Linked DNA regions of Sus scrofa: region 1 is linked to region 2. Evidence: chromatin contacts called from public Hi-C data. All regions are on one chromosome and are shown on one strand. Each heading gives the region's core, a stretch centred on a gene start, on an enhancer-like site or on the middle of the called end of the contact. The rest is flanking DNA. Distances are from core to core; before and after follow the strand shown.

What was found. A called contact is a pair of places that touch in the nucleus more often than the background predicts.
Region 1: a contact with region 2 is called in a Hi-C map of liver, with 2.0 times the contacts expected there. The contact joins the enhancer-like site here to the promoter of ST3GAL5 in region 2. A contact is called at or near these places in 1 of 5 promoter capture datasets (liver), 13 of 47 Hi-C or Micro-C datasets (alveolar macrophages, embryonic fibroblasts, fetal heart ventricle and 8 more) and 1 of 2 datasets of contacts at active chromatin or transcription factors (skeletal muscle).

Annotation. Positions count from the first base shown.
Region 1 is chr3:58,897,553-58,902,986 of Sscrofa11.1, forward strand. The region is part of intron 3 of ST3GAL5 (lactosylceramide alpha-2,3-sialyltransferase); the gene reads left to right. Among named protein-coding and RNA genes, the nearest start is that of ST3GAL5, 37 kb to the left of the region's middle. Within about 2 kb of position 3,624, at least 6 of the 83 cell types and tissues checked have an H3K27ac peak or open chromatin away from gene starts, as enhancers often do. A contact at or near this core is called in alveolar macrophages, fetal liver, liver and 1 more, where this site is marked.
Region 2 is chr3:58,859,790-58,865,361 of Sscrofa11.1, forward strand. It overlaps ST3GAL5 (lactosylceramide alpha-2,3-sialyltransferase), which reads left to right and starts at 3,195. Exons shown (of 7, transcript XM_021087293.1): 1 at 3,195-3,408. The coding sequence starts at 3,321.

The DNA.
Region 1 (5,434 bases), core at 2,374-4,873, 38 kb after region 2:
TTCTAAGTAGGAATATCTATTCAAATTCTTTGCCCAATTTTCAATTGTCTTTTATTAATGAGTTGTAAAAAGTTCTCCATATTCCTGGGTACTGGTTCCCTATCAGACATATGAATTGCAACTGTATTTTTTCCCATTCTCTGGGTGATCTTTTTACTTTTTTTGATGTTATCATTTTTAGTGCAGAAGTTTCTAATTTTGATTAAGTCCAATGTTGTGCTTTTGATGTCATATCTAAGAAACCATTGCCTAATGTTTTCTTCTAAAAGTTTTAGTTTTGGCTCTTACATTTAGGTCTTTGATCCATTTTCGAGTTGCTTTTTTGTGTATGGTGTGAGGTCAGGATCCAGCTTCATTCTTGTGCATGTGGCTCTCCTGTTTTCCCAGCACCTTTATTGAAGACTTTCCTCTGTATTTTCTGCATTCTTTTTTAAATTTATTGTATTGAAGTAGCATTAATTGACTGTGTTGTGTTAATTTCTACCGTATAACAAAGTGATTCAGTTATACATGTAGTACATTCTTTGTCATATTCTTTGACATTATGGTTTATCACAGGATATTCAGTATAGTTCCCTGGCTTATACAGTAGGACCTTGTAGTTTATCCCATCTATATGGAATAGTTTGTGTTTGCTGCATTCTTTCCTCTTTCCCTGGAGCCCTTCCTTTGCCTCTCTTTTATTCATCTTTTATATCCAATCTCAGCTTAGGTGTTACTTTTTCTAAGATCCTTCTCTGATCATCCTCTCTGTCTTCTAGAAACTTCTTCATACTTCAGTTCTAGCAATTACCACTATGACTTTTTTTTTTTTTTTTTTTTTTTTTTTTGTCTTTTTGCCATTTCTCAGGCCGCTCCTGTGGTATATGGAGGTTCCCAGACTAGGGGTCGAATAGGAGCTGTAGTCGCCAGCCTGCACCAGAGCCACAGCAATTCGGGATCCGAGCTGCGTCTGCGACCCACACCACAGCTCATGGCAAAGCCAGATCCTTAAGCCACTGAGCAAGGCCAGGTATCAAACCAGCAACCTCAAGGTTCCTAGTCAGATTTGTTAACCACTGAGCCACGATGGGAACTCACCACTGTGATATTTTAACTATGTTTTGTCTTCCCTACTTGTCCTCCAGGCAAACCCTTGGGAGGAAGGGATTGTGTGATAACATGGTACATGGATGAATATGTACTTATACAGATTATGCTCCAGAGGGAGGAGAGAGATTACTTGAACCACAGTGTCTCATCTTTGAATTCCCGATTGTACCAAAAAAACACACAGTTAAATGGTAACAGGCAATTCTTTTGAGGACTTTCAGTAATATACATTAAGATAATATCCCTTTGAATGTAAATCAGCACAACCACTATGGAAAACAGTATGGAGGTTCCTTAGAAAACTAAAAATAGAACTACTTATGATCTAGAAATCCCATTCCTGAGCATATATCTGGACAAAACTATAATTCAAAAAGATACATGTGCCTGCGTGTTCATAGCAGCACTATTCACAGTAGCCAAGACGTGGAAACAATCTAAACATCCATTGACAGATGAATGGATTAAGAAGATGTGGTCCATATATGCAATGGAATACTTCTCAGCCATAAAAAAGAACAAAGTAATATCATTTGCAGCAACATGAATGCAACTAGAGGTTCTCATACTAAGTAAAGTAAGTCAGAAAGAGAAAGACAAATACCATATGATATCACTTATATGTGGAATCTAAAATATGGCACAAATAAACCCAGATACCAAACAGAAACAGACTCACAGACATAGAGAACAGATTTATGGTTGCCAAGGGGGAGGAGGGAGGGAGGGAGTGGAGTAGACTGGGAGACGGGGTTAGTGATGCAAATTGTTACACTGAGAATGGATAAGCAATGAGGCCCTACTGTACAGCACAGGAAACCATATCAGGTCTCCTGGAATAGACCATGGTGAAAAATAATATAAAAAAGAATACATATGTATGTATGACTGAGTCACTTTGTTGTACAGCAGAAATTGGCACAACATTGTAAATCAACTATACTTTAATTAAAAAAATAAAACTTTTTAAAAAGTTTAATATCCTTTTGAGGAATAGGACAGATACCTCCTGTGCAACTCTTTATATCCCCCAGGCAACAGACAGAACAAGAGTTCTCCTTTCTCTTCCCCCCTAAACTGTGGAACATGAGTTCCCCCTTTAGGTTGGTGGGGCCAATTTTAAACCTAAGTTCGCTGCTGGACCAGTTACAGCTTCTCGTGGGTTCCAGTGCCCTGCCCTGACTAGCTCCAGTAAGGATTCCTGACTCATCCCTGAGTCCCTGACCGGGGACTGGGAGAACCTGAGGGACCAGGTCAGCCTACCAACCCCCACTGCATGTGTGGAGAAGGGGTCATGGCTGCCCGAGCGACATTGTGGTTCTGGAAGAAGGAGGAGCAAGAAACGGAGACCCAGGAGGCAGCCTCGGTGACCCCCACGTCAACCCAGTTCTGAAAGATTTCCAGTGAGAAAGTCCCCTGCAGGGAGTTCCCCGGTGGCTCAGCAGCTTGAGGATCCAGCAGTGCAAGTTCAATCCCTGGCCCAGGAACTTCCACATGCCATGGTCGAGGTTGAAAAAAGAAAAAAGTCCCCTGGCATGAAGGAGGATTGGTGGGAGGCACAGTTGCATGAATCAAACACGTTTGTACAAGGGTTGGTCTGGAAATTAATAAGGAGAAGGTGAAAGCCTGCTCTATCGATAGTGGAATTAGGGGTTTCTTCTATTCTGTTATTTGAGACTTTTTTTTAAATGTAGGTTTGGAGTTCCCTTTATAGCTCAGTGGGTTAAGAACCTGACTGATATCCATGAGGATGCAGGTTTGATCTTTGGCCTCGCTCAGTGGGTGAACTGAGCTTGTTGCCACAAGCTCTAGCGTAGATTGCACATGTAGCTCAGATCTGGTGTTGCTGTGATGTAAGCCGGCAGCTACAGCTCCAGTTTGACCCCTAGCCCTGGAACTTCCATATGCTGCAAGTGTGGCCCTAAAAAGCAAATATAAATAATAAATAAATAAAATAAAGTAAGCAGAGTAGAAGTTCCTGTTGTGGCTCATCGGTAATGAACCCAACCAGTGTCCATGAGGACCCAGGTTCCGTCCCTGGCCCTGCTCAGTGGGTTAAAGACCTGACGTTGCTGTGAGCTGTGGTGTAGGTCGCAGACGCAGCTCAGATCTGACCCCTAGCCTGGGAACTTCCATGTGCTGTGGATGCGGCACTAAAAATATTTTAAAAATAAATAAAATAAGCAGAGCAGAGCTGGGCTGAGTTATTACATCAGTCCCAGCATTCATGCTCCCACACGGGTTCCTTCCTCTCCTGGGTGCTGCCCCTGCTCTTCTCCAATCATCTTGGAACATCACAGAGGTGAGGAAACTGAATCTTTGACTGCAGGTTGATGCTTTAACCCAGGTGACGCTCCTGATAAAGAGATCCGGAACTGGGGGGGGGGTGTTTAGATCAGATGGTCTGATTGTTTTCTTCCTAACCACGGGGTGTGATAAAATATGCATCCCATGACTTACTGCCTGTAAGCGTCCAGTTGGAGGAGTGTTAGTAGTTGTGAGCACTTACACCACCTTTGCCACAATCCCACTTGAATGTTTCATCACACGAGTTAGTTCCCTCTCACCCCTTCCGCGGTCAATCCCTGCCCTCAACCATCAGCCCCAGGCAACCACGGACTGATTGAGATTGTTCTGTGCTGTTCTTATACCTGCAACTTGGTTCTTCAGATTTCTCTGCTGTTAACCAGGCAAAAGTTGTAGACAGCTAACTTTCAAGGGAGTTAAACACGGCGGTAGCCAGTACCACAGTTTACAGATGTGGAAATGAAAGTTTCATAACGTAACCTATACCCTGAGTTCATGTGGTCTGAGGCTGATTGGCCTCCTGCCCAGGTCAGGTCAGCTCCAGACCCTGGACTCTCCTTCAACCCAAATACTGTACCCTGGCCTGAATTATTTATATATTTATTTATTTATTTATTTATTTATTTATTTATTTTCAGGGCCGCACCTGTGGCCTATGGAGTTTCCCAGACTAGGGGTTGAAATCAGAACTATAGCTGCCAGCCTACGCTACAGCCACAGCAATGCAGGATCTGAGCCACGTCTGCAAGCTACACCACAGCTGATGGCAACGCCAGATCCTTAACCCACTGAGTGAGGCCAAGAATCGAACCTGCATCCTCATGGATGCTAGTCAGATTTCGTTTCCACTGAGCCACAACAGGAACTCCATGAATTTAAATCAATCAATAAAAGAGAGCATTGCCTTTTACTTAGCATCATGCCATTTAACCTATATTTCTGAGAGGGATTGTTCTAAAACTTATGAGGTAGAGAAGAAAATGGAGATTTTTATGGAGGCAAATTCATTGTTTGAAACCCCTCAACAGATTCTCACATCATGGTTTTTCCCAGCAGACTGCCTTATCATTGACAGTTGGAAGTGCCCAATGCCTGTTTATTCTCAATTGTGGGCAGCCAGCAAGCTCAACCTGGAAGACTTTCAAAAAGTGAAGCTCTCGTGTCCATGCCTCAATTTGAGAGAAGAGGGAGTTCCTGTATCTTTTTTTTTTTTTTTAACCTTTTTAGGGCCACACCCATGGCATATGGAAGTTCCCAGGCTAGGGGTCAAATTGAAGCTGCAGCTTCCGGCCCACACCATAGCTATAGCAACACCAGATCCTTTCTGGTGCCACACCTGTGACCTATTGAGGCAACACTGGATCCTTAACCCACTGAGCAAGGCCAGGGAGTGAACCTGCATCCTCATGGATACTAGTCAGATTTGTTTCTGCTGAGCCATGACGGGAACTCCCCTCTATGTCAGCTTCTTAACCCACTGAGCCACAACGGGAATTCTGGAATGTCCATCTATAGCGAAGAAAAGAACTTTGTTCATCCCTCAGGCCTGGGGTCTGAGGACAAGTGTGTCTAGATGTGTGATCCCCCTCTCGCCCTGCCCTCACAATTGGGCCTTAAGTGCCTCTGGGTGCAGAGTGTCACTGGCTTGGAGGCCCAGTCAGGGGGAACCCTCCATTCTGGGGCTGCTCTGGGTCACGACCAGTTCCTCGCTTGGCTTTCCTGCCAATCCCTCACAGAGATGCCAGTTGAAGCCCTTGGTCTCAGCGGTGGTTTTGGTCAGCGGCTCTCTGTGGGCAGAGGCTGGGCTTGTGGGACTTGGTGAGGTAGTAGGACCAGGTGAGCCTGCCAGCTCAGCCCTCTTCCTGGGTGTGCCACTGGAGCCCACGAAGTGAGGACACTCAGGACCATCTTGCAAGGTGCCCTTGGTGTCACATGGTGACCTGAGACAGTGACCATGTGTAGTGCCCACAGCATCATCTGAAGCTCAAAGACTGTTCCTTCCCACCTTCAGACACAGAGGCAGATCCTTACACGT
Region 2 (5,572 bases), core at 1,945-4,444:
GTGTAGGTACAGCTCGGATCTGGCATTGCTGTGGCTGTGGTGAAGGCCAGCAGCTGCAGTTCTGATTCAACCTCTACTCTGGGAACTTCCATATACCTCAGGTGAGGCCATAATAATAATAAAAAAAAAATGACGTTCCATGAAAAAACAGACAAACAAAAAACAACCAGCTAATTTAGCTCATAACTCAAATGATCACAGGAGTGCTTCTCCTTAGGCAACCATTGCATTTTAGTTTGCACCAAAAATGTTTTATGTCCACTTTCCATTTTGTCATAGAAAATATTTAAGGTCGAGATTTTGATAAGTTAATAACATTTTTGCTGCTCTATCAAGAACATTCCCAAATGAAATTGCCTTTTTTTTTTTTTTTTCACCATGGGTTCAAGGTGGTGAAAATACTAGTATAGCTGGGCACCATTCCCTTGACTTAGCACACCATTAGCACACCTTTGCTTCTGCACCATCAGTGAGAAAGGTAAATAATGGCTTAGATTATAATGAGGTAATTTTGACTTCAGAGATTCTCTGAAATGTCCTCAGGGACACCCCCCACCCCAGGGGTCTGTGGATCATACTTTGAGAACAACTGACTTAGACCAATCAGAGCCCAGTCATAGAGCTGAGAGCGGGCAGACTTACCTAAACTGAAGGGAGCAAGGGGATGGATCTTGGGGGTAACCACGATGCATGTTATGAGAATGACCAAAGTAATAAACATAAGAAACTAAAGAATTACCAAACCTGGCTACAGTCTGGGATTCACGAATAATCCCATTCTTTTCTTTTTATCTTTTTTTCGGGCCACACCTGCAGCATATGGAAGTTCCCGGGCTAAGGGTCCAATTGTAGCCACAGCTGCCGCCCTATGCCACAGTCACAGCCATGCAAGTTCCAAGCCACATCTGTGACCCACACCATAGCTTGCGGCAATGCCAGATCCTTAACCCACTGAGCAAGGCCAGGGATCGAACCAGCATCCTCACTGACACTATGTCAAGGTTCTTAACCTGCTGAGCCACAATGGGAACTCCAGCCCCAACCTTTTGTTAGTCAATGTCCAGAGGCTTTTCTGAGACCAGCCACTCACTGATTAAAGAGATTCCAAAGGAGGCTTTGAGATCTAGTGAATCTAGTAGATTTTCATCTACTGTTTGGGGATGGCTGTCTTAGTACAGAACAGTAGCTAACAGGGGCCCTGCAGCTAGTGAAAAGGATGTTTAGGGCAGGGCTTGTATTGCTGTATAAGTGGGTCAGCCTCTCTCCGTACCAAATGTGAGTGGAGTGAATGAGGGAGTGGGGAGGTTGAGCTTAACAGTTGTCCCATTAAGACAGGCTGGGGCAGGAGGCAGTGTCAAGCTCCCTTTCTCCCTTTCTCCTACTTAACTCACACTCTTCCCAGCCCGGGTACTGCTGACTCACATGGCAGCCTTAAAGGGTGTCTGGGCCTTGCCTGCCTGAGGGCAGGCTGAAGTGCAGAGGTGCACGGATGAGGGTTCAGCCCCCAACAGGAAGACAGTGGCGGTCAGGTCTCACTATGGCTCTGTTAGTGGTAGATTAACTGCAAGGTTAACCGTTCCTGCTCTAAATAAATACCTTCAAACAAGGGCTGGCTTTATGGACAAGGAGGATCTGGGAGAAATGGGCTGGTCTCCAAGGGAGAGGAAGTGAGGTGCTCAGCATTCCCCTTGCAGCTGTCACTAACCCCACGGAGCCAGGCCGCTGCTCTGCTGGTCAGCCTTGGCCAACACACTGGATTTTGATCTCCTAGTGACAGCTTTTTCACCAGTATTTTCAAAATGCTCAAGTGTCGTCACCTTAGATAATCCAGAAACATTTTTATGACAAAATCCTTTTGGGAGGCGTGAAGGGAGAATCCTTCCACCCTTTCCTTTCCAAGATTTCCCTCCTGATCTTTTTTTCTTTCTTTCTTTTTTTCTCTTTTTAGGGCCATGCCTGTGGCATGTGTATGTCTCCAAGCTAGGGGTCAAATCAGAGCTGCTGGCCTATGCCATAGCCACAGCCACAGCAACGCGGGATCTAAGCTGCATCTGTGACAGCTCACGGCATCGCTGGATACTTAACTCACTGAGCAGGACCAGGGATTGAATCAGCATCCTCATAAACACTAGTCTAGTTTTTAACCTGCTGAACTACAAGGGAACTCCTCCCCCCTGATCTTTGTTACTCAGATAACACTTTTTTTTTTTTTTTTTAGCACCCCATCCCCGCTGAGGGACAAACACAGACATCTTCAAACCCTGTTTGGAGCTGTGCAAACTGAGTGCAAGCTGTTGCAAAAAAGAGTGATAAGACTCTCAGTTCGTAGAGACATATTTGGCTCAATGTCTAGAATCTTCTTTATCAAGCAAGGACCTAACAGGCACCACAGGCACATGACTGTGATTGCTCTGTATATGTCCAGCAACCCGAAAGAAAATTCTGAAAGCAGACCAACTTCACCGACTTTACTGGAGAGTCAACAAGTCCGATGGCACAGCAATGTCACAGGCACATTCTACACACCTGGCCGTTGAAAGAAAGAACATATCCGTCCTTTCAAGTCTTTTAAATTCCTGAACTTGGGGATTCACCAATATTCACGCTTTAAAAATTGTATGCCATTTGCTCTCCAGAATCAAGGGGGATTCCAGAGGTATGGAAATGGGCGCTCCAGGCGCAGGTTCTGATCCTGGTTCTGCCACTAATTGCCCCAGTGACTCACCTTTGCTCTTTGGGTCTCAATTACCCAGCTGTGAAACTAGTAATCTCTCGCTTTTCTGTTCTGCACATCCCCAGCCGCACTCAGGTTTCCCTGCTTGTCTCCAGGGCCCTAGAACTCCAAAGCTGCTTTGCCTGGGGGTCGGTCCTGTAGAATAAAGCACGTGACTACATAAAGCCGGTTCATTCAGCGGCTCCGCAACTACGAGTCCTCCCCTCAGTAATCTTCTAGAACCAGTCTAAATACACCTCTTCTTAGTGCCTCCACAGTCTAACCGCACAGAGATCCAAAGGGCGGTGGGTACCCGGGACCCCCCATGCCGCACACAGCTCCGCGCGTGTCCGGCTGGGGGCGCCCCCTCCCCTTTACCCGGCAGGGTGGAGGGTTGCGTGTTCTGGGAGCCGGGCCGCCCCGGGAGCACTCACGCGCTCTGATTGGTCTCTGGCGTACTCGTGACTCCGGCCCCGCCCCACGCCCCTCCTCCGCATCTGAGCCAGGGAGCTGATGGTCCTGGACTGAATGGGCGCGAGCGCGGCGTCGGGGGCGGGCGGGGGCGCGGGGCCAGGGACTGGCGGCCCGCGGGCTCCCGCTCCCTAGTATGCGGACGAAAGCGTCAGGCTGCACCGAGCGGCGTCCCCTGCAGCCGCAAACCGAGGCGGCGGAGGCGGCGGCACCTGCCGGCCGAGGTACGTGGCGCAGCCCCCTCCTTGGCGTAGCGGGGCCCGCCGGCCGGGGGCGGCGGCGGCGATCTGTCCCTGTTCCAGTGCGGCTGGGCCTGGCGGCTCCGTCCCAGCCCCCATGGGCAGCGCCCAGGACCCACTTCCCCCAAACGCGTCTCGCGGGCTGAGAGCGGTGGCCTCCCGCGGAGTGGACGGGCTGGGGGCGCCGCGGCCCGCGCAAGTGTGAACACGAAGGAGGCAGAGGGGTGAACGGCCGGGCTGTGGGGTTCGGCTGCGGTGGCGCTTTTCTCCTCTGTCTTCTGCAGCGGCTTGGGGTTTAATTCATTGCTGGAAGCTTCTGAACCTGGAAAGCCAAGTTAACTCATTTCCCCAGGACAGCATTCGGGGGCCCTCTGTGGCCAGCAGCTCCGGAAACTGACCTTTGCATCCTTCGGGAGGGTGTGAGGTGTGGTGTCTGCAGGTAGAAATTCGCCAGTGACCTTGCCTGTCACCTCCCTGCGGCCAGCCCAGCGGGAGACACGTTTTGGTGACCTTTAGTTTCTCTTGAATTGGAAGCAGCTGCCTTGACGTGAGCAGCTGCCTTCACATGTGCCTCTAGTGTGTAAGTAAGGCAGGATTTTCGGGGAAGATTTTTGGAGAGCATGTCGGAGGAGCCTGCAAATAGGAAGACGTGGGGTCCTGCCTTAACTCCACACCAGGTGACCTTGGCCAACACTTATATCCCTGTGGAACACCGTCTTCAGTCTGTACCGGTAGGCTTGGCCAAGGTCCTTTTCAGGCCCCTGGTTCCGAGGTTCTGACCACAGAATGTCTTTCCCAGTGAAGAGGATCCTGCAGAATCATTGGCTGCCATGAAAGACAAATTTTATGTCCTCATGTCTCACTTCATGTCTGTGGCCTTTGCTTAATTAGATGTCATTCATTTACAAGGGAAAATGGTTTTGCCTGCTGCCCTTCATCTGGCACCTTTGGGTTGTCTGCTCATTGGGCCAACCACAGAGCTGGGTGTTGGGGTTACAGAGAGGAAGGAGACTCCTCTCCCACCTGCGGATGTTAAACCTGAGCCCTCCTCTTGGTTTATGACTGGTAATCCTCCTCTGCGGAAGGATGCATGTCCTGAAACTGGAAGAAGAATCTGGTGTCTGCTGAGTGAAGGGGCACAGATTCAAAAACTGTCAGGATGGGTTGTGGTTTCATTCGCATAATTCTGAAAGTCTGACAGTTGAGAAGAATGGTTTACATTTCTAGTCAGAGAGCCAGGGATCACCTCAATTCCAACCAGTGCTTGGACGAGGAGAGGCTGTGAACTGGGAGAGTCCTGTGACCGAAATGCCATGAGCCTTTTCACATGTCTGTCCATTGTCTGAGTGCTGCTGTTGCTGTAAGATGAAAGGAACCTTGGTTGTGGTTATTTATTGTAATTAGCTCTGTCTTCCTCTCAGCAAGAAAAGAAATGCGGTGAGGTGGGAAGTCTTTGTGGAGGAGCGAGGGAGAGGGCTGGCAGGCATACATTTTACAAATGCACATTTATGACTCCCCATTTTGTAAATGCTTATAATTCTGGGACAAACTGCCAAATTGTTTCATATTATCAGAATAGGTTAGTATTAAATTTTCAAGCTGTATCCAAGGCAGCATGAGAAGCAGCCCTTTGTTCTCTGATATGCCTCCTGCAGTCCTCCCATGCTGTCCCCGATGGGCTCTTTGGCAGGAGTTTTTCTAGCAGGTTGGCTCTTGGGAGGTGAACGGGACAATGAAGAGGGACTGTGGGAGTCCATCCAGGTGCTGGGGACAGAAGGGAAAATCTTGGCAGGAGGGTCAAGGCTCCCTTTGCACACCCTTCGAGCTCCTGAGGAGCGGCCGAAGTATTTAATTGGAGCTGCCTGTGGAGATGGAGTATTGAGACGGCTCCCTGGGGGCGCACGCTGTGTTGTTGGTCTAGCTGGGAGCCTTGGCGGAATTGAAACAACTGGCCACGCACACACACGTGTTAGTGATGGTACGAACTCCCTAACTGCTCAGGAAGGAGAAGCAAGGGCTGGATCCATATGTGTGGCACCGGTTAGCAAAGGCGTCCCAAAGTGGGTGAATCCCTGGTCTGATGTGGGAGGAAGCCATGAGCATGGATGGTGACACCCAGGCTCTCCAGAGAGACCCATCTTGAGCACAG